Linked DNA regions of Triticum aestivum: region 2 is linked to region 1. A link is a contact called in public Hi-C data. All regions are on one chromosome and are shown on one strand. Each heading gives the region's core, a stretch centred on a gene start, on an enhancer-like site or on the middle of the called end of the contact. The rest is flanking DNA. Distances are from core to core; before and after follow the strand shown.

Region 1 (5,472 bases), core at 2,680-5,179:
AGTAAGGACATCACCCAAGCACCAGTCCACCCATATATCAAATTTTCAAAGCAACGAACGCGTTCATATGAGCATGATGAAAACTAACTTGACGATAATTCTCATGTGTCCTCGGAAGCGCTTTGCTTTATATAAGAGTTTGTCCAGTCTTGTACTTTGCTATAAAAAGGATTGCCACCTTGCTGCATCTTAGTTACACTTGTTACTTGTTACCCGTTACGAATTATCTTATCACACAACTATTTGTTATCGATAATTTCAATGCTTGCAAAGAATACCTTGCTAAAAACCGCTTGCCATTTCCTTCTACTTCTCGTTGGGTTCGACACTCCTACTTATCGAAAGGACTAAGATAGATCCCCTATACTTATGGGTCATCAATCTATCATAGTGCTAGACGATACTGGCGAAGGGGGAGAACATCCGGTAATGTTTTCCCGAAGTATGCATTTTTCGGACAGATGTAACGGAGGGGGGCGGTTACATGTTCTCTATGCTAGAGTGTATTGGGATTCGTATCGTTTTTCTGTTAGTTATACATGTAGAAAACTTTTTCATCTGACTTACGGATTATTTTCCATTAATTTACTAAGTTTTATTCAATTTTTGAAAATCCTGGAATTTATTTAATTCGAATTAAACAGTAAATTACTTTTATTACACACGGCAGATTCAGCCACCGACACTGACATGCAGGGTCAGCGGGGGCCGTCTGTCATTGTCACATATTTTAATAGGGTGTTTAATGGAAACTAACTAGGGGTGGGAGAAGCCAAGGGTGAGATGAGCTGAGAAGCTGAACAGATCAACCATCCAGCAACCCCGTCCCTCGTTGCCACCCTAGTTTGACCCTCTTTGAAGCCCATCACCACCTTTGAACGACTTTCCAGCATCTTCATACTTTTCAACCCCCCGCCCCATGTCTCCATCCATTCTCTCGGAGCCAAACCAGCTCCCTCCCCAACCGCACTATACTACTACTACTAGCTGGTACTGCTACTCTAATACTTTTCCCTCCACTCACGTCCACACATGCATGCATACACATTTGCATCGCCACCCCCGACCGATTCCATCGTATATATAATACCCATGGATCAGACGTCTACGACGGCAGCGACAACGAACCATCATCGATCATCGACGTCGGGAGGCAATGGAGGACACCGCGGTGGCGATCTCTAGACGTGCCGCTTCGGGAATATGATGGACACTCTCTTCGTGCTTGGCCAGGAATCCCGGCTGCGCATCCTCCAACAAGCGGCGTCGCGCGTCCCCGCCTGCGCCTACCTCTGCGTCTGGGCGCCGATCCCGGCCGGCGGCCACCGTCCTACTCCTCCTTTCACCGCCGCCAACAGGTAATTAAGCATGTGCGTCCTCGATTTCAATTAGTTACTTGCTGCTTCGGATGGGTCGTCTCTTACATGCAACGCCTGAATGCACGCAATGCAACCATGAGCAGAGCTCGCCGCCAGCTGTTGTGCCTGGACGCATGGCTCCGCGATGGCGGCAGCGGTGACGTCGACCGCGAGCGCGCTCTGTTCGACGCATACCGGGGTTCGCTCTGCGCGGCCGTAAGCGGGTGCGTGCCAGGGTGGGCTTACGAGGACGGCCGGGCGTACATGGAGCTGTCGGAGCACGAACTGGCGGCCTCGGCGTCGTCGCCGGTGCAGCTGCAGTTCTACCAGGAAGCTGGCATTAAGGTTTGCCTGATTCTCTAATTAATCTCGCTTCAGTGTCACATGCATGCATTTGAACGACGCTGAGCAGTGCTTATGCGCGCGGCAGGTGGCGGCCTTCATGGGATGCGAAAGCGGCGAGATCGAGGTCGGCATGTCAACGCCGGCGGGACAGATGAACCTTCAGGCAGGCCTTGGTCAGATATTCTCGGAGGATTTTTTCCAGCAGTCGCTGCTTGAGGAACTGCTCCAGCTCCCGCCGACGCGGCCGTCGTCCTCCTCCTCCTCTCTGCCGTCCATCTCCGTGGACAGCCCGGCAGACGGCTCGACGTCGCTGCTGCGCACGATGGCCATGTCGTCGTCCACCACGACGTCTCCCCGGGACCTAACGGCGGCACCTCTTCCTCACCCGCCCCGTCCGCCGCATCCCGTGCCATTTAGCCGGCACGGCCCTGCCCATGTCCACGGCCACGTCCACTTCCCGAGCCCCGAGGCCGACGACGTCGCGATGGCGCAGGCCATGCTCGCGGTCATCTCCGCCTCCTCCTCCTCCTCGTCGGCTATGCCTACCACGTCCACGCCTCCGCTAGGCTACCGTCGCGCGCATCGGTCGCCGCGCCGTGGCTCGACGACGACGGCGTTCCGGCCGTACAACGCGGCGCTGGCGCCAAGGGCGCCGCGGCGGGCGTCGGACGCGCCTGGGCAGCGGATGATCAAGATGGGCATCTCTATCCTGAGAAGGATGAACACGCTGAACAACAACGGCCAGGAGCGCACCACGGGGACGACGATGCAGCGGTGGCGGGAGGAAGACGAGGAGGCCGCGCCCCCAGCCCCGACGAGCAGCCAGCTGCACCATATGATATCGGAGCGGAGGCGGCGGGAGAGGCTCAACGAGAGCTTTGAGGCGCTGAGAGGGCTGCTTCCTCCCGGATCGAAGGTACGTGCGATGACATAGATTGCACATATTCATCATGAATTAATATATGCTTTTGCATTTTTTTTAGATGATGCTTTTGCATAGTTAATTGGCACATTGCGCATTTGACTCATTAATTTTCTTTTCTTTCTATTTACGTTTAATATACTTCGTACATTTTTCTTGCTACAGAAAGACAAAGCTACCGTCCTCGCCAACACTCTGGACTACATGAACATTCTGATAGCCCAGATTTCGGAGCTGGAAGCCAGGAACCGAAGCCTCGAGACGGCGGCGCAGATCCAGCAACACCAACGCGTCACCAACGGCAACTCCAGGGATAGACCAGACGAAGCAACCCTTCAAGCAGGCGGCACGTCAAAGAGGGTACAAGTGGAGGTGGCCACTGGCAGCGCCGGCGCGTCAACATCGTCATCGTCGTTCTCGACGGGGCAGTGCCGTGAGGTGACCATAAGGGTGGCGGCGGCAGGCGACCTGTCCGATCTAGTGGCCCGCGTGCTGGCGCTGCTCAAGGACACGGCCGGCCACCGTTTCTCGGTGGTCGCCGTCGACGCCAGGCAGCCGCAGGGCACCGGCGACGGCGGCATTGCTCAGGCGAGCTTGACACTCCGTGCAACGGTACGCGCCGTACGTACGTCACGATAATTTTTGTTTTTATACATAAAAATTGCCGCGGTTAGGAGTAGGCCGTACACGTGAGATCTGGTGGGTTCAGAGCCAGGTCAAAGTCAAACGGAGTAGTAGCTCCTGAGTATTTCGCCGATGGCGACGTGCAGGCGAAAACTTGACCGCCTTCCCGGGTGACGTCACGGCCAACTCCCGTCCTTTTTTTCTCTTCCAGTCCGAGTCCCTTCTCGCCCTGTTCCTTTCAGTTTCAGAGAAGCTTCATCCGCCATTAATATGTCTCGAAATACATATCCCTTTCATGATCTAAATTTGTTCCCCACCACAAGAAAATATGGAAAGACAACGATAACCGAGTCGTTTCAATCGCCATGAGTGACCTTGGCCGGAAACAATGCTTTGCTTGGCCAGAATACCTGCTAATACCGTCCGCACAAACCGCCCTGTCCAATCTCGCTGCCCTTAAGATTTTACTGCAAGAATTGACCAATAGGGATGCGATAGAAAAAGTTTTACTGCAAGAATTGACGAAAATTCGATTTTTAATATATTTTTTGTGAAAAAGGTTACGAATAATGGTGGACATGGCCTAACTCTTGCGTGGAACAAATTATCTCTGTAGTCATATTTGTACGTTCGGAGTCGTGTATGATTTGTTTTGTAAAACCGCCCTGACTGTAGGATTGCCTTTAAATATTTCTTATTAGCTACCAATGTAACGCGAGATGTATTTCCATTTGCCTCTCTAGCCCACACGTGTTGCATGAACGAGGTCTGAGATTAATAACCGGTGGAATTGACTGGCTGTGAATCTTGTAGGCTGCTGGCGAATTCGACGAGGAGGCGTTGAAGGATGCTGTCACGAAGGCTGTCGTTGGTCTGGTGACACCGCCGTCGCCCGACGAACTTTGACCCGCTCACGGACCGTATCGGCAGGGTCAGTTTGCGAGATAGGGACCGAGCCGACGCTGCAGTATGCTCAAAACTGGATTGCAGGTTACGGGCACACGGCCATGGCATTTCTAGATTTCTGTAACCTGTGCTCGTGGAGGTCCTTTTTTTTTTGTGAAACTTGCTCCCGGGAGGACTTTGAGTAACTGCATTCTGCATTTTTTATGGATTCGAGACAGAGTGACTCGATTAGACCTTGCTTGTTTAAGAAACACAAAACATAACGTAGACGCGTTCATGCAGTCACATCATCTCACGCATAATTTTTGCCTCTCTATATTTTCGACAGGCCGGTTTCATTGGCTTAAAATGTAGTATAGTCATATACAACCAAAGTTATGCGAGAGAAAAAAAAAATCTCAAACCACGCAATGTTTCGTTTTCCATGGTTTATTTCATCCATCGTTTTTTCTTCGTCCACTTGCTTTTTTGGTCCTGTCGGTATTTTCTCATCTATTTATAAGTCCTTGTTACTCTTCCCTTGTCCCTCACTCTGCTGTCTTTTCCCGACCCTGCTACGGATCATATATGCCCCACCGAATTTTCGCGCTCGACATCATCAAACCAGCTCCTACCGCAAATCCGCGCTCCCTGGGGACATCAATGTCCCATGGTTACCAGTAGGGCTTCACCAGCCGCGACCTCCCCGAACTTCTTCTCCACACGACCACGCGATGTCGTCGCCCTACTATACCCATTGACACCTTGTCGAGTGCAGCGTCCCTGATCCCTCTTCCATGCACCCCCACCCCCACACACAAGCAACACATAGAGAGCATCACCATGGCAGTCACAATCACTTGCAAGAAGCATATCAAGATGCTACTCCTATCTCAAGGAACACATCAAGAAGGTTGTGACGATGTTCCCTTCATCCCTCTTCCTGTCATGCAGCCCATGGTCTACCTGTGCTGACGATTTCCTAGCCACATGTCGGCTTCACCCAAGGCAGCCGACATGTACGCGTCAATGCCGACTGAGCGAATACGTTGACCAAAATCGTCATGGTGCTCTTCCTCGGCATGCTCCATGGTTGATTCATCTTTGGTGAGGGATTCAACCACTATTGCCTCAGAGTACTGGACAGCGACATCGTAGCAAGCGACTGCGGGTGTGGCAGCGCCACGATGACGGGTGGCGCTTTCGTCCTCGGTGGCCTGACGGGCGGCACCCCGATGGAAAGGTAATGGGGAGGGGAGGACGACATGGTGTATGAGAAGTGGGGCTGACGGGGTGTGCCGAAGATGAGGGCGGCCAAGGGTGGCTTTCGATTTTAAA
Region 2 (5,812 bases), core at 2,902-5,401, 130 kb before region 1:
TCTAAAGTAATCTAGAACATTTTCTAATTTATGAACATGTTTTTGAAATTAGCAAAAAGTTTTACTTTTGTGAATTTGTTTGCAAGATTATGAACATTTTTTGAATTCACGAACATTTTATTATTTCTCCAACAATGTTTTTCGAAATTCAGTATTTTTCTGGAATTTAGAACTTCTGAAATCCCGAATTGTATGAAGGAAGAAAAAAATCGAAAAGAACGACAAAAAAATAAATAACAAAAGGAAAAAACAGGAGACGTACGATGCCACACATGGGCCAGCCAAAAAGGGCGTGGTGGCTCATTCGCCGCTTACCAGGGAGCCTTATGTCTTTCTTATGCCGAATCCTATTTGGTGCCTTAAGCAGGGACCTCTTGTTCGGTGCCTTAAGCGCCTGAACAGGCGCCTGGCGTCCACGCGCCCCACCTCATGGGCCGGCCCACAATGCGCAGAGGAAGTAAAATTGGCTCGTGAAAAAATCACAGAAAAAAGTGCAGGTACGGGGACTCAATATTGCGCCGTGCCGCTATAACAGACAAAGTGTTCTGCTAACCACTACAGCTGGTAACCACAAGTGACTGGGAAGAATGCGAAAGGTTTAAGAACCATTGTATCCGTGCTATTTATTAGATTTTCAAATTATTTATAAACAACTTTTTTTATGAAAAAGAGTTCATCAAATTTCAAAAAACGTTTATGAATTTGAAAAAATAGTTCATTGGTTTTAAAAAAAGTTCATCAAATTAAAAAAAGTTCATTGAATTTGAAAAAAGGTTCATCGATTTTAAAAAAGTTCATCAAATTTGAAAGGAGTTCATCCCTCTTTTTAAAGTGCATCGAATATAATTTTTTTATCAATTTTGAAAAAGTTCATCAAATTTTTGAAAAAAAACTCATCGAATTTGAAAAGGTTCATTGATTTTTAAAAAGTTCATCGAACTGGAAAGAAAGTGCATCAATTTGGAGAAAAGTTCATCAATTTTGAAAAATGGTTCATCATTTTTGAAAAAAAATCGTTCAATTTAGAAAAACAAAAAAAGTAAAAGAATAGAAAACCAAACCAAAAGAAAAACAAAAAAGGGAAAAAGAAAAAGAGGTACGAAGAAAAGAGTAAAGAAGATATAATTGTGCACATAAGGCGACGCCGGTTGGGAGGTTAGAGCAGTGAAGAACAACCGGGAGGTCACCGGTTCGAATACCGTCGGCCGCTCCTGCATTTTTGTGTTTTAGACAAGCAGAAAGAGAAGGAAACGGGCCAAGCCCAAGTAGCCGCGCCCTTCAGGCACCGGTTCGCAAATGGGCGCTTAAGCGCAAAGCTCCTAATAGGATTCACCCTTTAAGCGCCGTTACATAGTGTTCTTCAAACAGGCGCACACCCTCACTTCCCTGCTAGGCCTGCCCATCTTTCTTCTTTCTTCTTCTGTTTTAACATCAAAAAACTACGCGCCCAGTGTGTTTCAAACCGGCCGACCGCCTGGTCCTACGTATGTTGTGCTAACCACCACACCAACTATACGTGATGTGCTTAAGTACATATTTTTCCTTCTTTTCTTCTCACTTCCTTTTTTATAGTTTTTTGTTCCTTTTTTCTTTTTATTGGAAGATTTTTATTCAATTTATTCCATTTATTTTTCTATTTCTATTTTCTTTTTATTTTGCTAAATGCGTGAACTTTTTTGAAGTAGGTCGATTTTTATGAAGTTTGGTGATCTTATTTTGCAAAATTGAATGAAGTTCTTTAAAAATCAAAATAGATTTTTTCAAAATTCATGAACATTTTTTCAAAATTGAATGAACTTTTCTCAAAATTGATGATAGCTTTTAGAATATCGACGAACTTTCTTAAAAATCGCAACTCTTTTTGAAAATCAATGAACTTTTTTTCAAAATTGAATGAACTTTTTTCATTTTGTGCACTTTTTGAAATTCGTAAAATTTAATTATTTTGTGGACTATTTTTAGTTCCCGATTTAAAGAAAATACACACTTTTCTGAAAAGTCAAGGGTCAACTGTTCAATGATTGACCTTTCAACCGTGGCCAGAGAACCTGGGGAAACCGTTGCCCAGCAATCAGCGGTTAACTCCAGCACGCTTGGTCAACTCCATCAAGCGTTGGCTCCATAATGGGCCGGCCCATGAGGCATGCACGTGACAGCTCGTGCCACTCGCTGGCGCATAAGACACAAGGAAAAGGTATCATTGCTTATAACGAGACTTTTTTTGTGGATTATAGCGATACCTAAGGCGCCAAGGAGGTCTCATTGCAAATAATGAGTCCTAGGAGAGCCCCTAGCTGACGTTCGTGTTCGTCAAGAAGACGAGCATTTGCGCAAGGCGCGATTGAATGGGCCGGTCCATTTCCTGGCATCACAACGAGCAAAGTACTACAAATCCCAAAATCAAGTGTTGTATGGAGGAATCGAACTCCAAACCATATGATCAAGAGTTAGCGTTCCATACCACTTGAACTGTCGCATGATTGCGATCAATAGGGTGCATGGATACTTAAGAACTATATGTAGTGATAGATCCAAAAATAAAAATTCAACCATTGGACATTTTTAATATATGTTGGACATTTTTGTAATATCATTGTTCAAGAACTCGGCCGAGTTACCATTTAAATGCCCATTTAATCGCTACTCAGTGCCTAACTGAGGCGAATAGCACATACTCGGTTCATCAAATGGTCAAGCCGATTAACTGGCATTTAATCGGTTATCAGATGATTAACTGATTGTCAAACCGATTAAACGGTGATGGTTCAGGTAAGTGAAGCGGCATCCAAATAAAAAAAGGGGGGCAAGCGAAGCGGCAATCCAGGCCATTATTTGGCTAGCCCCGTAACCTCTGGCGCTGCACCCTCCCTCTCCCAAATCGTAGCGCCCGCGCCCCTTCCTCTCCTGACTCCTCATGAGCATGGCTTCTCCTCGTCGGCCCTAGCCACCGCCGGCGATCTCCCTACTCCCGTCGCCGGCCCTAGCCTCCTTCTCTGACCCCATCCCCTCCCATCCTCTTCTCCCCATCTCTCCTCCAGCCCCTACCTGCAGGCTGCAGCGGCGGCGGCATAGGACAGGCAGCAACAACGACCTAGCCCAGGAAGCGGTGCCAACGACCTAGGCCAGGCAGCAGCGCCGGTGACCCCTCGAACCAGGCCCCCATGGCTTCACCAACCAACAAGGTACAGTTCTGCTAAGAATAAGATTCATCTCAAGGTTTTAATCTCTTCTATGATTTCCATCTAGTTTGGCTCTCAAGGTTTTAATCTCTGCTATAAGTCTCGAGGTTTTAATCTTTGGCAACAAAATTTGCAGGGGTCTACGGTATGAATGCTTGTTGTCACATGTATGGCCTACGACATTATATTTTAGTATAAATGTATAATACGTAGCTGTGAGCATTGGATTATGTGGTACAATACGTGAAAAACTAGTTACATGTTGCCAATATATTCTCATGTGCAACCGATTAATGACCGACCGATTAATTCAGTTAAATGACCGATTAACCGATTAATCACTAATCAGTAGTCGACCGAGCAGTTACCAGTTACCGAATTCCCGAACAATGTGTAATATACGGTAAACATTTCTCCAATACACGTTGAACCTTTTTTGTGATATATACTGAAAATTTCGAAACTATATATTTAAGATTTTTGTGATATACCCTGAACAGTTTGAAAATATAAATTGAACATTTTTTTATGTGTGCTAAAAAATTTTAAGTACACAACAAACTTTTTCTTAATACGCGGTGAACATTTTTTAATACGCAATGAACTCTTGTATAATACACAAGAAAGGAAGAAAGCTAAAAATAAACAGAAAAAACACAGATTGTTCATCGTATTAAAGTATGAATAAAAAATGCACGATGAAATATTTCCTTAATGTAAAAAAGAAAGATAACATTAGCAAGAATATAACAAAAATGACGCAAAAGAACTAGAAAGCAAAAACAGAAAATACGAATAATTTTTTTGAGACATGAAAATATAAATAAATATATAAAAAACAAAAAAGCAACAGAAGAAAGCGAAAGAAAAACCAAAGCAGCAAACGGCCAGCACGCTCTGCCGTGAACTGGAAGGCCACCAGTGTGCGCTTCAGTGAAGCTACAGCATTTTGACGCACATGGGCGTCAAGCTGGTTCCTATTCGGCGCCCTATGCGCCCGAAATAGGCTTAACGGTACAAAGCGCACACCCATGCACCGCCCTGGGCCGGCCCATGTTTCTTTTTTTTGTCCTGTTGAAACTACAGCAAAAAATAATGTGCACAAGCAATGTATCGAACATGGGATCGATCAATTCACAGATCAACGCACTCACCACTAGGATAACGACGCACTTGTGCTTACAGACTTCCTTTCTTCTTTTTATTCTTTCTCTAGGTCGTTTGCTGGTCAATTTCTTGGCTTTTTTTCCTTTTTCCTTTTTCACTTTTCTTTTCTCATTTCCCTTTCTTTTTTTATTTCCTTAAATGCGTGAACTTTTATCAAACTCGATGAACTTTTTCCAAATTCAATGAACTTTTATCACAATCGATGAACTTTTCTTCCAACTTGATGAACTTTTTTTAAATTCAATGAACATTTTTTTAAATCGATGAACTTTTTCCAAAATTGATGAACTTTTTTTCAAAATCGATGAACTTTTTTCATTTTCTGTGAACTTTTAAAAAAATTGATGAACTTTTTTCGAATTCAATGAACTTTTTCTTTAAATCGACAAACTGTTTTCAAATTTGATGAACTTTTTTTCAAAATCGATGAACTTTTTTTAAAACCAATGAACTTATTTTAAAATTTATGAACTAGTTTTCAAAATCGATGAACTTGAATTTCAAAATCAATGAAGTTTTCAACTAATTTTCTGATTTTTTACGTTAAATGTTTCACAAAAGGAATGTTTAAGTACCATTTTATCCTAGTTGTAGAACAACACAACGTGTATGGTGTAGTGGTACTTGCGTTAGTGCACAACAGACATGCGATCCTGTGTTCGAAACACGGCTTGCTCGCTTTTTCTTCACGTTTTTTTTTTGCGACGTGTTTTTGTTGTGATCGATCGAGCCCCACCTGGGCCGGCCCAGTATCGTGGCACTTCGAGCGCCACAGCTCGAAACCGGCGCTGAAGGCGCCGGTTAGGAGCTCTCGGGCGTCAAATAGAGTTCGCCGAGACCTAGAGTGCTCTCGCGTCAAGCTCCACAGTAAATGGGCTGGGCCAGGCGCGCGGGATGCCACGCCCTCATTTTTTGTTTGTTTTAACGTCTTTGGTTTTCATTATTTACTTTTGTTTATACTTTCAAATATTCTTAATAAACAACATTTTCACATAATTGTTTTTAAAAGAATGTTAACCAAACATTAGAAAAAGGTTAAATGTGTATAAAGGAAATGTTTCCCATGTATAGGAAAAATGTATAAAATATGTGTGTAAAAAGTTGCTCATGTATTGAAAACATGTTAATCAAGCATATAAGAAAAATGTTAAACACACATTTTAAAAATATTGAGTGTATAGAAAAAATGTTGAACATGTGTTAAAAATAGTCAAATTTTTTTTGAAAATATTGATCAAGTATTTAAAAAATGTTAAATGTTTATAAATAGAATATTTCTCATGTATAAAAAGAATATACAATGTGTGTAAAAAAGTTGACCATGTATTTATAAAATATTAATTAAGCATTTGAAAAAAATAGTAAGCGAGCATTGGAAAAATGTTAATCAAGCAATTGAAATATGTTAAATGTATATAGAAAAATGGTGTCCATTTATTAAATAACTATTAACCTTATATTCGAAA

The links. A called contact is a pair of places that touch in the nucleus more often than the background predicts.
Region 2: a contact with region 1 is called in a Hi-C map of leaf, with 4 times the contacts expected there. The contact joins two enhancer-like sites. A contact is called at or near these places in 3 of 5 Hi-C or Micro-C datasets (all in leaf).

Annotation. Positions count from the first base shown.
Region 1 is chr6B:297,211,173-297,216,644 of IWGSC CS RefSeq v2.1, reverse strand. It overlaps the pseudogene LOC123139178. Among protein-coding and RNA genes, the nearest start is that of LOC123137001, 350 kb to the right of the region's middle. Within about 2 kb of position 3,929, at least 1 of the 8 cell types and tissues checked has an H3K27ac peak or open chromatin away from gene starts, as enhancers often do. A contact at or near this core is called in leaf, where this site is marked.
Region 2 is chr6B:297,339,825-297,345,636 of IWGSC CS RefSeq v2.1, reverse strand. No RefSeq gene overlaps it. Among protein-coding and RNA genes, the nearest start is that of LOC123140105, 340 kb to the left of the region's middle. Within about 2 kb of position 4,151, at least 2 of the 8 cell types and tissues checked have an H3K27ac peak or open chromatin away from gene starts, as enhancers often do. A contact at or near this core is called in leaf, where this site is marked.